3 separate regions of the Mus musculus genome follow, and all the other regions are linked to region 3. Evidence: chromatin contacts called from public ChIA-PET and HiChIP or PLAC-seq data. All regions are on one chromosome and are shown on one strand. The core of a region is the stretch at or near the end of the contact, and the rest is flanking DNA. Distances in the headings are between cores, read along the strand shown. Region 1 has its middle 48 kb from the start of Gm36520. Region 2 has its middle 6.0 kb from the start of Gm36443. Region 3 overlaps Lef1 (lymphoid enhancer binding factor 1).

Region 1 (4,328 bases), core at 1,746-4,245, 260 kb before region 3:
AAAGCGCGCACGGGATCTCCTGTGCTTGGATTCTCACCTCTGTCCCAGGAGCACATGCTGTCGTGAAGTGCAACAGCTTTGCACACTCCTCTGGATGGATAACTTGAGAGGCCGTTGTTCTTGTCCTTCAGTGTCCTCCTGGAAGTAATAACGGACCAGGGCTAGAGAGGAGGCACCCTGATTGTTATGTAGAGGAACAGAAGAGTGGCAAGCGTTGCCTTGGAACTTCGGATGCTGCTGGTTCTTCTGGATAAGGAAACTGCGTACAAGTCCACTTTGAATGTGCTGCACTAGAAGACCCGTACTTTGGGATTCGTCGTCCATAGTGCTACAGACTCTGCCTCGCCTGGCTTCCTCTCCATGACAGACCGGGCTTTACCTCGTGTAGTTAACCTTGCTCTAGGACGTTCACACTGAGCCTCGTTAACAAGCACAATCTGCCATGGGCACCACTGTTTAAGAAGATAATAGATCAAGAACAAATGTTCCCACAGTCAGCCAAGGGACAGCTCCAGGATCCAAGCTCACTGTTAAAACAACATTTACGGTGGTGGAACGGGGCCTTTAACCCCAGCACTTTGGAGGCAGAGACAAGATTATTTCTGAGTTCGAGGCCAGCCTGGTTTACAGAGTGAGTTCCAGGACAGCCAGGGCTACATGGAGAAACCCTGTTTGGAAAAACCAAACCAGAACATACAAAGAAAAATCCCCAAGCAGACAAAAATAAAAACTTCCACTCACGGAGTATTGATGGTGTAACACAGCCTAGGAGACATTGAACCTGAGAATGTTTTTTTGTTTGTTTTCTATGATTTTTTTTTTTTAATGAGAGGTAACTTTGCAGAGGCCCTTCATTAGAAAAGGTCAAGAAAGCAGATAGATTTTACACAGCCTCAAGCAAGAACATCCCGCAGCAAGAACAGAGCATTTTCATGAAGAAATTTAAGGTTATGTCTGGTTAATTTAGTGAGTTCTTCTCTTTAAAAAATGAAAAATAAATAAATAAATAAATAGATAGATAGATAAATAAATAAATAAGGGGCTTAAAGTTTTGTGGTAGCAATGCCCAAAGGGATGGGTTCAGTCTCCAGTACCACATGAAAATTAAAACTTAAAACAAAGACATCAATACAGTCCACGTCGTACATCAGAAGCACATGGCTAAAGTGGTAACAGTTGACCCTGTCCTGCTAAATCACATTTGTGAAAGACTCTTGTGCATATGGGGTCGCTGCTTCATATGGCCAACTCTCCTTACTAACATTACCGCTCAAGGACTCTTTGTAGGGATGTGCTTCTGTCTCTCTGTCTCTGTCTCTGTCTCTGTCTCTGTCTCTCTCTCTCTCTCTCTCTCTCTCTCTCTCTCTCACACACACACACACACACACACACACACCACCCCCAGATGCTCCATAAGAACTGCTTTTGCGTAGGGTAGGTGGAATGAGAAAATATGGGGACTTTGTGGGTTTCTTCTGAGGGCCCCCTGTGGGAGTCACCTGTGGGTTTCTCCTGTGGGGATCCCTTCTGAAGCCCTCCTGGGTGGAGTTCTTTTTAGGGTCCCCTATGAGGGTTCCCTGTGTGGATCTCTTGTTAGGGTCCCCTGTGGAGGTCCCCTGTTTGGCTCTCCTGTGAGGGTCCCTTGTATGTGGGGGTCCCCTTTGTGGATCAACTGTGAGCCCCTGTGAGGGTTCCGTGTAAGGATATCCTGTCAGGGTCTGCTGTGTAGATCTCCTGTGAGGGTCTGCTTTGTGGATCCCTTGTGAGGGTCCCCTGGGAGTGTCTCCTGTGTATATCCTGTGAGGGTGTTCTGTGAGAATCCACTGGGAGGGTCTCTTGTGTATATCCTGTGAGGGTGTTCTGTGAGAATCCACTGGGAGGGTCCTATATGAGGAGCTTCTCTGGAGTTGAGGTGGAAATGTTTGCTTGGCTCCGGCAGAACCTGGCTGGTAGCAGTGGGAGATATTTCATAATATGATGGTGATGCCACCTCGTTCTTTTCATCTTCAAAGTACCTTACAAACAGTAATTAATTCCTATAATACTCATGAGGTAAGTAAGTAAACACCATTATCCCATTTTATAGATAGAGAAACTGAGGTGAAGTAGCCAAGAAAATGGCCCAAGGCCAGAAAGAGACAATCTTAGAGAAAGATCAGAGGGAGACACTCCTGCTGTCTGCTACCCCCCTTTGGCTCACACCACCTGAGACTCTATCAGGACAAAGTCGCCACAGAGCTGTAGGTAGCCAGAGACCCAGGAAGGGCAGGGTCTCCCAGCAGCTCCACTTGGGTCTCCCTGCCCTGAGAAATAAATGCTGCTATTCACCCAGTGGGCAGCGTGTGGTCATTCACTTCAAGATCCCTTGCAAAATAACAACAAAAAACCCATTGAGGCTCCTTTCTCCTCGGACCACGTATTTCCTGAGCCTTTCCTTGAAATCAAGGGATGCATCGCGCATCCACGCCCTCAGGAAGCAAGAGAACCCTACCCGCCCTTCAGTTCTTGGGAAGTTATTCAGAAGTGAGACCGCAGAGCAGGCCACAATGCCGGCCTTTCTCCTCCGGGTCCCTGGCCCAGCTTCCTCACTAGACAGCTAATAGCCATCTGGCTGCACCGCACTGATCGGCTGCTTCCTCTTCGTGGGCCTCCCGACTCCCCGCGCTCGGGGTGGACGCATCTCAAGTAGCTCGCAATTAGGCTGAAACGTTATATTAATGCTGACAGAGGCCGCAGAGAGGAAACATGAGTTGAAATGAAACAAAAATGGCTAGCTGAGGGAAGGAACCCAGTCCCTGGGAAGTGAAAGCCACTAACCAAAGGTTCCACACTACTCCAGACCTGAATTTCACCCAGACTGCCCAGACAGACAGCAGTCTGAGACGCTTCGTGGACCACAGTTCGCGACGCTTCGTGGACACAGTCTGCGATGCTTCATGCGCCTAATCACGAGCCTTCATCACACTCGGCTCAAAACACTGCCACTTACCCACACTGCACTGCCTCTCTCCTTCCTTTAACAGCCCAAAGCTATCTGCTGCCACCCACTTCACACTACTATCAAGTCTTGAAGCTTATGCGTTATCTAGATTCCCCTGGTATCAGGACTTGGCTCCTACTAAAAACTGAAGGCCTTTGAAGTGCTGGGGCCAAACTGTGCCTGTAGTATGTCAAGTCAGTCACTGTGTTTTCTTGAAACCTTTGTTCCACACCGGCCTCTGTTTGGCTGCATGTTCCCGGCAGAGCTACAGGAAAAAAAAAGTAGAACTTGCCCTCTGCAGTCTCTTTGATTCTCCTGTGAGACCACTTGGGGACATCCAGACAGTCTTTTGGGACAGTCTTGACCCAGAGCACTGAAGAGAGGCACCAGGAAGCAGTATGGTGGATAGGCAGACTATCAGCCTCAACCTGGCCCCAGTGGGCCTTGCCCACAAAGGCCCTTGTCTCCTGGGTCTTGAGGCAGCTAATTGGTGATGGCCGCCATGACAATACATCTGTCTCAGGCCCTTCTTGAGTACTGAGGAGATAACCGAGTCCACTGGAGCACAGGTGCGCATGGTTTACGGTGGCCTTCCAATGAGTATGCTCTTCCTCTAGCTTCAGCCTGGATGGAGGAAGACGCCCCTCAAACTGGAAAGACCCCCATATGGAATCAATCTAGCATCAGAAGAACCGTCACCATCCCATGCCAGCGCAAAATCAGAACAAGAAAGAAATGGGTTCCCGGGCGGGTAAATTCTCCCCTCCCCCGCATCGGAACCAGGAGAGGTGAAACCTTGGGCAGATTCCTCCTAAACAAAGCCCGCTTCCCTCCTGCTCAGAGTTCCATCAGAAGCCCCAAGGCTGGGTGTGGGCCAAGTTCAGGCATCATACAAGTCTGTTCTCTGCACAGTGACACATTCCAGGTGAACGCCGGGGAGAAGGGCTGAGCAGAGAGGCAAAACTTCTCACCACATGAAAGAGACTGTTCCGGCTTGCTGCCAGAGCGCGCAGGCTGCACAGTGACACTGCGCACCGTGCTCCAGATTCGAAAGTTCATAAATAGATCCACAGTGTTGATACTTCAGGGCCATGGTGGGTGGGAGTTGGATTTCTGTTCCTCCAACTCTGTAATTAATTTATCTAGCAACGAGGATACAGTGATGCCAGGAAGAAAGAAAATAAAAAAGCCCCTGGAGGGGCTGTCTGTGTCTTTGCAGAATGACTGGGGACTCCTGGGTTAGAGCTGCAGTTTAGACGTGAGTGAACTTTTTAAAAGTCTGTGTGAGTGTGTGGAGTCAACGGCTATGTATCAAAGGGGTCCGTGTGATGTGTGTGTCTCTTTAAAC
Region 2 (3,990 bases), core at 1,050-3,549, 350 kb before region 3:
CAGGTGTGGCCTCCAGGAAAGCACAGGTCTTCTGCCAATGTTGGTGGCCAGAATATAGGGCCCAAGTGATGGGGTGCAGTTACGTCTGTTAGGTGTGCCGTAAGGGGACTTGGCAGACATAGGGAATAAGGTGGGGTCTTACCTGGGGTCCCTGGTGCTGATGTGGCCTTTGGGAAAGCAGCAACATATAGGGAATTTGAGACCAGCCTGGGGTACACCAGGTGTTACTGACTAGAAGAGCTAGGATGTAAGACTGGTCTAAGGTGAGGGTAACTCTCTCCTGGAAGTGTGATATCAGAGCAATGGGCTTTATCAAATATCACTGTTCTCATTTAATGCTTGGCTCTCTTTCTTCCCTTACAAATCTGTGTATGTGAGCCTCCTGGATGGTATCTCTCAAGGGGCCCTACAAGGCTTCTGCTTCACAGGAGGCTAAAGCCGCCTCCTTAGAACTCAGGGCTACAGAAGAGCACAGAGGAAGATGGTAGGTTACCTAGTTACTTCCTCCATACCAACTGGGTGGAGAAAATGTCAAAGGGAGAAAAGTGATGCAGTGTGTGTGCCTTTAAAATCACAAATTCATGTGGAAAAATAAGGGTGTGTTTCTGTTTATTTTAAAATGTATTTTTATTAAACCTTTGATAATTTCATAATACATACATATATGCGTGTATTTTGATCATATTCATCTCTGCTCTTCTCCCTAAGTCCTCCTAGATATACCCCTTATTCCCCTTTTCAAACTTTATGTCCTCTTCCTCCTCCTCTTCTTCCTCCTCCTCCTCTTCCTTCTTCTACTTCAGAGAAAGTGTATCTTTTTTCTAGCTATTCTAGAACTCACCATGTAGACCAGGCTGGCCTCGAACTCACAAATACTCACTTGCCTCTGCCTCCCAAGTGCTGAGATTAAAGGTGTGTGCCTGACTGTTCTTTTATTTTCTTAAAAAAACAAAACAAAGCAACACCACCCAAAGAATTCAGTTTGTGTAGGAGTTCACCCTTGTACTCTAGGGTGCAGTGCTACCCACCCAAGAATGGCTGACCTACCAAGGGATGCACCCTTAATGAAATATGACTCTCTTTTCCCTAGTAACCATCAACTATCAATAGCTCGTCAATGCTAGGGGTAGGGACTGTGAGCTCCTTCTCGCCTTATGCTGGAGTGATGACTGGTTACTTTGAAATTGTGCAGATAGCCACAGCTACTCCGAGGCTAACAATCCCTTCATATCCAGAAAATGCAAAATACCAAACCTAAGGTTAGTTGTGGCTAGGCTACCAGAACCTTACTAAAGTCCTGGGTGAAACATTTTGTGACCCCTGGACTGGGAGACCCTTGTCTGAAGTCTCAGATTGATTGGTGTGTTGTTTTCTAAATTGCCATCAAAGGCATGGAGATAACTCAGAGAGCTCATGTGTGTGCTTCCATCATGTGCATCTGACTAAGAACTCCAGCATCTGACTTTCTGTCTCAAATGCTTCCAGTGACAGAGCTGGAGAGATGGCTCAGCGGTTAAGAGCACTGACCTCTTTTCCAGAGGTCCTGAGTTCAATTCCCAGCAACCAAATGGTGGCTCACAACCATCTGTAATGGGATCTGATGCCCTCTTCTGGTGTGTCTGAAGACAGCTACAGTGTACTCACATACATAAAATAAATTTTAAAAATGGCTTCTGGTCTCTGTAGATATACTGTTTCCATGCTTTACCTCAGACAGGACTCCCAGGCCTGCGCCTGAGCCTTCATCCTCTGCATGTGCCCTCAGTACTGGGGTTGCAGATCTAAGCCAAGTTTTTCAATTAACAAGCGAGGGAACACGAAGTAGTAAGGCTCCCCTCCCCCCATCCCTCTTAGAAGAGTCATCTAAGCTGAGCCCGAGTCTGTGGTTCCTTTTGGGTAATTTTTTTTTTGTCTTGCCTCACTGCATACAGGGGAAAAGTGGCCCTTGCAGTACACATGGGTGACCTTGTTCGAAGACAGACAGGTGGGATCTGTGCAGCTGACAGCAGCCCTTCATAGTTTGCATAGCACAAGTGCCCAGAATTATGAAGGCCCAGGTCAAACAGGTGCCGCTGACTTCGGTACGCTGATTGCTTGAAGGCAGGAACACCGAGTGGAGAGACTTTGTAGAAGTGGCCACTAGTCACCCAAAGTGAGACGTTCTGGAGGCCGCCTGAAGACATTCTCAGGTCCATGAGAGTGAGTTCTTTCAAACTCTGGCCATTTCAGACTGCTCAACAGCCCATGAAATCATGGGACACCCACATACTTCCTTCCTGATGGAGGAAGGAGATAAGTACCTGCTGCTAAAAGCGGAATGGAAAATGAATCTAACCACCATTTATTTTTGTTCCATCGGATGAATATAGGCATTTAAACAACTTTATGTGGCTCAGCAAAGTCACAAATATCCGTAAAGTAACCGAGTCTCCTGGGGGAGAGCCCTCTGTGCTTGCTCTGGTCAGGTTTGAAGAGGACATCTGCCCTGGAGCTGCGGCATCTTTCTGAATGGTGTGGAGTTAGGGGAGATCATGTTGCCATGGCAGCAGTGAGGCGTGAAGGAGGAGTCAGCACTGAATCTTGCCATGGACCTTGACTTGGAGGACGACATGTGGGCATGAGAGGGAAGGGGCTTGCAGAAAATGAATCATGGCTCAGGGTAGGAGATGAGAACGCGAAATGCCATCCCAGACAGAACACATGAGACTTTCACATCACACCTGAGGGTTTTAGTTTGAAGCCCTACTCCCAGTGCATTCCAGGGGAGGGGGCTTTCTGGGAGGCAGCCATCAAAAGAGTATAGCCCTCACGGTTGGCTTACTGCCTCCTATAAGGACTGGCAGTTATGGCCTATCTCTGCTCTATGAGGATCTAGTACCACAACCACCAACCTTCAGAGTAAGAGTGTTCTGACCAGAGACACCAATCCCTAACTGTAGGAGGAAGCATCCACATGATACCTGGTTTAATCCACCTGCTTTGTTGAATTTTGCTATTTCAGCCAGAGTCGTCATTGGTTTTTGCTCCAAATAAAGATTATATGACAATCAAAACTCACTCGTGATTACCACAGCCTCAGACGTTGGCTGTAAGAGCAGCAACAGCAGCTGCCGCTGGGACTGGGAAGTCAGTCTGCTGATGTTATGGGGACGACGGGAGAAAGGCTTGGTGCGTGTGCTGGGGATAATGTGGATAACAAGAGATACTTGGATAACAACAAGAAAAAGACGCGCTGGAGAAGAAAACAAATTGCCCCAGGGCAGTGATGCCTGAAGTTTTTGAGCTGTTCAGAAATTTGTTTGTTTGCTTTTTGAAACATGGTTTATCTATGTAGTTATAGCTGTCCTAGAATTCATTCTGTAGACCAGGCTGGCTGTGAACTCAAAAATCTGCCTCCCAAGTACTGGAATTAAAGATGTGTGCCCCCATCCCCAGTGCAGAAATTAACTCTATTTAAAATTGACAGTTTGTAAGACTGCACCCTGACACCAGAAATATAAAACTGTCTCACTTATATAGAAATACATTTTTATTATGTTTTAAGTTAGCAAACAAATAAGGTTTCTTTATGAAATGTTTATAAATGCTTTGTTCTTATTCCCTTTCTTTCCACTGCCCTCCTTGTCTCCTTGAACCCCTCTTGATGGTCCCCTTGTCCCCCTCAGTAGCCCCCATTCTACTATTGTCATGTGTGTTCCATGAGGCTCTTTCTCTCGCCTCCCCTTCTCCCCTTTCTTAAGATTCCTTCTTCCTCTCTCATGATTCTCTTTGTAGTTCCAACGCATGCACAGACACACAGACACACAGACACACACACACACACACACACACACACACACAGATCTTACATATGAGAGAAAACATGAAGCATTTGTCTTTTTGAGTCTGGCTTATTTCACTTAACATAATGATGTCAAGTTTCATCCATTTTCCTGAACATGTCATGACTTCATTTTTCTTTACAACAGAATAAAATTCTACTGTGTATAT
Region 3 (4,312 bases), core at 1,069-3,568:
GGTTCTGTCAGCTGGGTCTCTCCTGGTCCCCCTGTCCGCTTAGCTCTTCAGGTCCCAATCCAGGCCCCAAAGCCACCTCTGCTGCCAGGTTCTCCCCTTATTTTCTACTAAGAGAGAAAAAGAGAACCTCAGATTGCTTTTAACTTGCATGCTGTCTTTCATTCTTAGTCTTCAGAGTGGGAATTTTATTTTACTTTGTTAAAAATGAGTTTAGGGTCCAGAGCTAGATTTTGAGAGCTGAAAATAGAACAGAAATGGACTTGGATCTTTCTGGGTTTGACTCTGTGATTGTTCCTGGTGAATGCCTGGTGACATTCGGGTTCATGTGTCATTGTGCAGAGCTTCCTGCCCCCACCAGCCTCTTGCCCCCACCCTGACCCTGCCCTGCCCTTCTCTGCCCACAGGGTCACAGTCACCTTGTTTGACCCTTTGAAAAAGTACCAGAAAGTTCTCAAGAGCGTACTAGAGGATGTTTGGTATTTTGTCAGCCCTGGAAGCAGTCTTGGGTTTGGGGTGCCTGCATTGTGTGGCAAAACAGGATGTTTGGGGTGAGCCTGCCTGCAGGCTGTGTGGTTGTGGCAGGATGGGCGCCCTGGCTTTGCCCCTCACTCCCTCGCCAATCCATTTTCTTTGTGTACAGGCTTGTCACGCTGGGGCCCGTGTGGCTTTCCTCCCCAGTAGCCACACCTCTTGCCATCGCCACATGGGTCCCATCTGTCTCTATCAAAACACCAGAGCACAGATTAATGTGATTTGAAAACTCGGTGAGGCACCAGGCCTAAGCCCACTTTATACTTTTCTTGTCCGGCAGTATCTTTCTTGAATGCCAGCTGCATCTTGCTTGCTTGCCCCATGGTCCTCCCTGCATCCTTTCTCCCTTCTCCCAGCTGTTAGTCAAGAACAGAGAACAGTTGGGGCTGAGTCTCTGGGAACAGAGGAAGGGGTGAACCAGCCACCTCTTGCTTTCCCCTCCATCCCCTGTCCCCCAAGACTGCAGCTGGCCTGCTTGATGCTCTGTGACTAAGCCACCTGAGTCGTCTATGGCCGAGTCTCTGAAATACTCAGCAAGCAGCAATTGTTGTTCTCAAATACCAGCCTGTGGGAAGCAAGATAAATGTGTGTAAACCGTTAGGAATTACACAGCTTTAGACACATTCAGGAGGAAAATGGGGGAACTGAAGGCAGAGGTGGATATCTCATTGATATCTCATTGACCTGACACATCTCAGAAGGTTCCTCGTTGACTTTTATAGGGCTTGGCTCAGGTCACTGTCACTTCTGGTTCTCAAGTTCTGCTGGTCCCTTTGGGGGTGTGGGAGGGGAGTTGATTATCTCTTAGATTCTAAAGTACCTCAGGAAGGCTGCTGGTCCTAATTTGACCTGGTTGTTAGGGCCATCTTTCTCCATGAAGAAGTACTATCTTTCTCATGAAGCTGATCGCCTTTCAAATTCATTGAAACAACATAAAGCAAATTGCTACCCAGAGTCTGGACAAATCTCAAAGATGCTCTGATGGTAGCACCCATCCAAGTGGTCAGTAATACAAAGGATTGTCCTGACTTGTTCCTGTGGCTGGGATAAAACATTGACTAAATCCAGCTCAGGGAGGAAAGGGTTTATATTATATTTTTACCAGATAGGGTCCATTATTGAAGGGAGCTGGGAGCTCAAGGAAGAAACAAAAACAGAAACCATGAGGGAACACTGCTGGCTTGCTCTCCATGGTTTGCTCAGTTGGCTTTCTTATGCAACACAGGACTACCACTTGCAAAGGGGATGGCACCACCCACAATGGACTGGGCCTTCCCACTTCAATCACTAATCAAGAAAATGCTCCAGGAGACAGAGACACGCCCACAGCCAATCTGATGGAAGCAATTTCTTGATTGAGAACCTTGATTGAGATCCCATCTTCCCGGGTGACTATAGTTTGTGTCGAGTTGACAGTAAAAACTCACCGGTGCAGATAGCCGTGTCGTTACCGAGCAGCGACTAAGGGTTGTGAATGTTATAAGTATTCTGTTTTTTGCATTTATTGCTTTATTTATGCGCTTGCTTATTTAGAAACAGCCTCACTCAATAGCACCAACTGACCTGAAACTCACTATGATGACCAGGCTGGCCTTGAACTCACAGAATCCCACCTGTCTCTGCTCCCAAGTGCTAGGATTAATGGCGTGAACCACTAAACCTGGCTTACGAGTTTATTGTCTCTAGTACTTCCTGCAGTAACCGACACACAATCGTCTCCTTTTACAGCTGAAGAAGCAGAGTTTAAGCTGGTAGGCAAGGGTTCCAGAGGAAGCCAGTCACACAAGGTCTGCAGCAAGGCCCCTGCAGGGGGTGCCGCCGGTGACAGTTGCCAAAGGCTGAGCACTGAATCAGGAGGTTGAGGAAATGGCATTTGTGTCGTTCCTTTCGACACAAGTTCCATCTCGAAGACAATTATCCTTTTTAGCAGTCTTTTAGGAACAGACAGGCAGTTGTACCATAGGCGGCAAACCAACGCTGTTCCATTGTGGAGACTGTGAGTGCCTGGAGTATATATGGTACTTAAAGGAGACTTCAGCTTCAGAGGAATCAGAATAAACTCACTTGAGGCATTACTTTTAGAAAGTGAAAGTGCTCAGAGGTAAGGACTTCGATGCTGAGCAGTTTCCATCTCTGTACTACCTAGGATCAACAACAGACATACACACACAAACACATTCACTCATACATAACACATACTCACACTCACACATATACTCAGATCCACATGCACACACATTTACACACTCACACATGCACACATACACAGGCACACACACACACACAACACAAAGTATTGTTTGGCAGTTGTTAATTTTCTACCTGGACAACTGGTTAGAGCTACATCCTTCTCTTCTTCTCCGCCTCAGTAGGAGCTGCCAGCAAGCTGAGGAGAAGTTTTGGAAAGGGAGAACCTTGTCCTTGGGAATCCTCATTACTTTCCCTTTCACACCCCTCCCCCTCCAGCCTTTAAAAGTGATAATTGCTTGAAAGGACTGGTGGGAAGTAATTTGTATTGGTGAAGCTCCAGTGAATCTCAATGGAGTGGTGTTGACCATTGGTGGCTTCCTGTTTAATTACGGGGCTTGAGAACTATGGTACCTGCCCCCATCTCAGCCAAGGGCCTGAGACTTGGTGGGGATAAGAAAGCAAAAAAAGAAAAGGGAAAAACAAAACAAAACAAAACAAAACAGGACTTCCCTGGTTTTTCAAAATCTTGTATGTAAAACAGGAAGTCATGGTTTTGTAACAGCGGAGAATGTCTTCAAACGCTTTGAATGTTTGAGTTTTGGTCTCTAGATTAAAGTGTGTACCAGTTCAGGATGGTTGCGGCTTCTGGTGGTTGCTGCCCCCGGGTCTTGGCACTTTACATACCTGCCTTTACGTGAATGCTGACGGCACAGCGTTGTAAGGGGTTTGTCCGTATTAACATGTGCCCTCCACTAAGTCCTCTGGGCCCCCCCAGGTCTCGCTCCTATTGTCCAAACGAAGGAAAACAGTAACGGAGTGACTCTCCGGTGGCCACCCTGCTGGTGATGGCAGCACTGGCCTTACAGTTCTGGCAAAGGGGACATGCAACTCATCTTTGCTGTCCTGGTAGACAGGCTGTCCCTCTAGAGTTTCAGAAGCCTCCGTAGACAATCCAGCCCTTGGCCAGTCACCGCTTTTCACCTGTTAACAACAGAGACAAATGGAGCCAGAAGAGTTGCCCAAGGCGCTCCGATGCCAGTGCCTCCTGCATGGTCTCACTCCTGCTTTGGATTTAATTGGTTCATCCACACAGGTGTTTGGGCAGATGTACCTAAAGGCTGCGTAGATGGAGACAAACAGATCTAACAAGTTGCCCCTCTGTCTGCCAAGTCCCTTTGTTAACAAGCCGGAATACACAGATAGAAATGTCAAGATTTTAGACACCCAAGTCTGTATGCTAAACCTGGGACCGGGAAGAGCCTCTGCCGAATTCCACAGTTGGCCTGGTTCCCATCCTGTATTCTCGGCTGCAGATAGAAAATGGAAAACACACAGCAGTCAACCCTAATTATGTGTAAGATCTCACTGCAGATTCCTTCTAATGTAATTAAGGGGGTTAATAGTGTCAGGAGTGGAGGGAGCGGGGGACCTGAGGTGTGACAGGGGAGGGCTTGTTTGCTTCTGTTCGGTTTATTTTTAAAGGCTTGTGTTGAGCTGTTCATCCTAAGCCAAAGTGAGCGTCCTGTCAAGCAAGGGACCCGAGGAGGCTGGACTCTGCGCTGGTGCTGCTCACCATCCTGTTCTGCCACAT

The links. ChIA-PET counts read pairs in DNA pulled down with a chosen protein or histone mark. HiChIP or PLAC-seq counts read pairs in DNA pulled down with a chosen protein or histone mark.
Region 1: an RNA polymerase II ChIA-PET map of memory CD8 T cells shows a contact between it and region 3, with 94 read pairs. The contact joins two enhancer-like sites. A contact is called at or near these places in 2 of 15 datasets of contacts at CTCF or cohesin (the NIH/3T3 cell line and large pre-B cells), 2 of 484 Hi-C or Micro-C datasets (double positive thymocytes and nephron progenitors) and 9 of 115 datasets of contacts at active chromatin or transcription factors (the 230-238 cell line, double positive thymocytes, effector CD8 T cells and 6 more).
Region 2: an H3K27ac HiChIP or PLAC-seq map of regulatory T cells shows a contact between it and region 3, with 6 times the contacts expected there. The contact joins two enhancer-like sites. A contact is called at or near these places in 2 of 484 Hi-C or Micro-C datasets (the N1E-115 cell line and bone marrow-derived macrophages), 9 of 115 datasets of contacts at active chromatin or transcription factors (craniofacial prominence, effector CD8 T cells, embryonic basal ganglia and 6 more) and 1 of 9 other capture datasets (embryonic stem cells).

What each region holds. Positions count from the first base shown.
Region 1 is chr3:130,897,611-130,901,938 of GRCm38.p6, forward strand. No RefSeq gene overlaps it. Among named protein-coding and RNA genes, the nearest start is that of Gm36520, 48 kb to the left of the region's middle. Within about 2 kb of position 2,996, at least 96 of the 459 cell types and tissues checked have an H3K27ac peak or open chromatin away from gene starts, as enhancers often do. A contact at or near this core is called in double positive thymocytes, memory CD8 T cells and regulatory T cells, where this site is marked.
Region 2 is chr3:130,807,947-130,811,936 of GRCm38.p6, forward strand. No RefSeq gene overlaps it. Among named protein-coding and RNA genes, the nearest start is that of Gm36443, 6.0 kb to the left of the region's middle. Within about 2 kb of position 2,300, at least 44 of the 459 cell types and tissues checked have an H3K27ac peak or open chromatin away from gene starts, as enhancers often do. A contact at or near this core is called in memory CD8 T cells and regulatory T cells, where this site is marked.
Region 3 is chr3:131,157,068-131,161,379 of GRCm38.p6, forward strand. The region is part of intron 3 of Lef1 (lymphoid enhancer binding factor 1); the gene reads left to right. Among named protein-coding and RNA genes, the nearest start is that of Lef1, 49 kb to the left of the region's middle. Within about 2 kb of position 2,319, at least 22 of the 459 cell types and tissues checked have an H3K27ac peak or open chromatin away from gene starts, as enhancers often do. A contact at or near this core is called in double positive thymocytes, memory CD8 T cells and regulatory T cells, where this site is marked.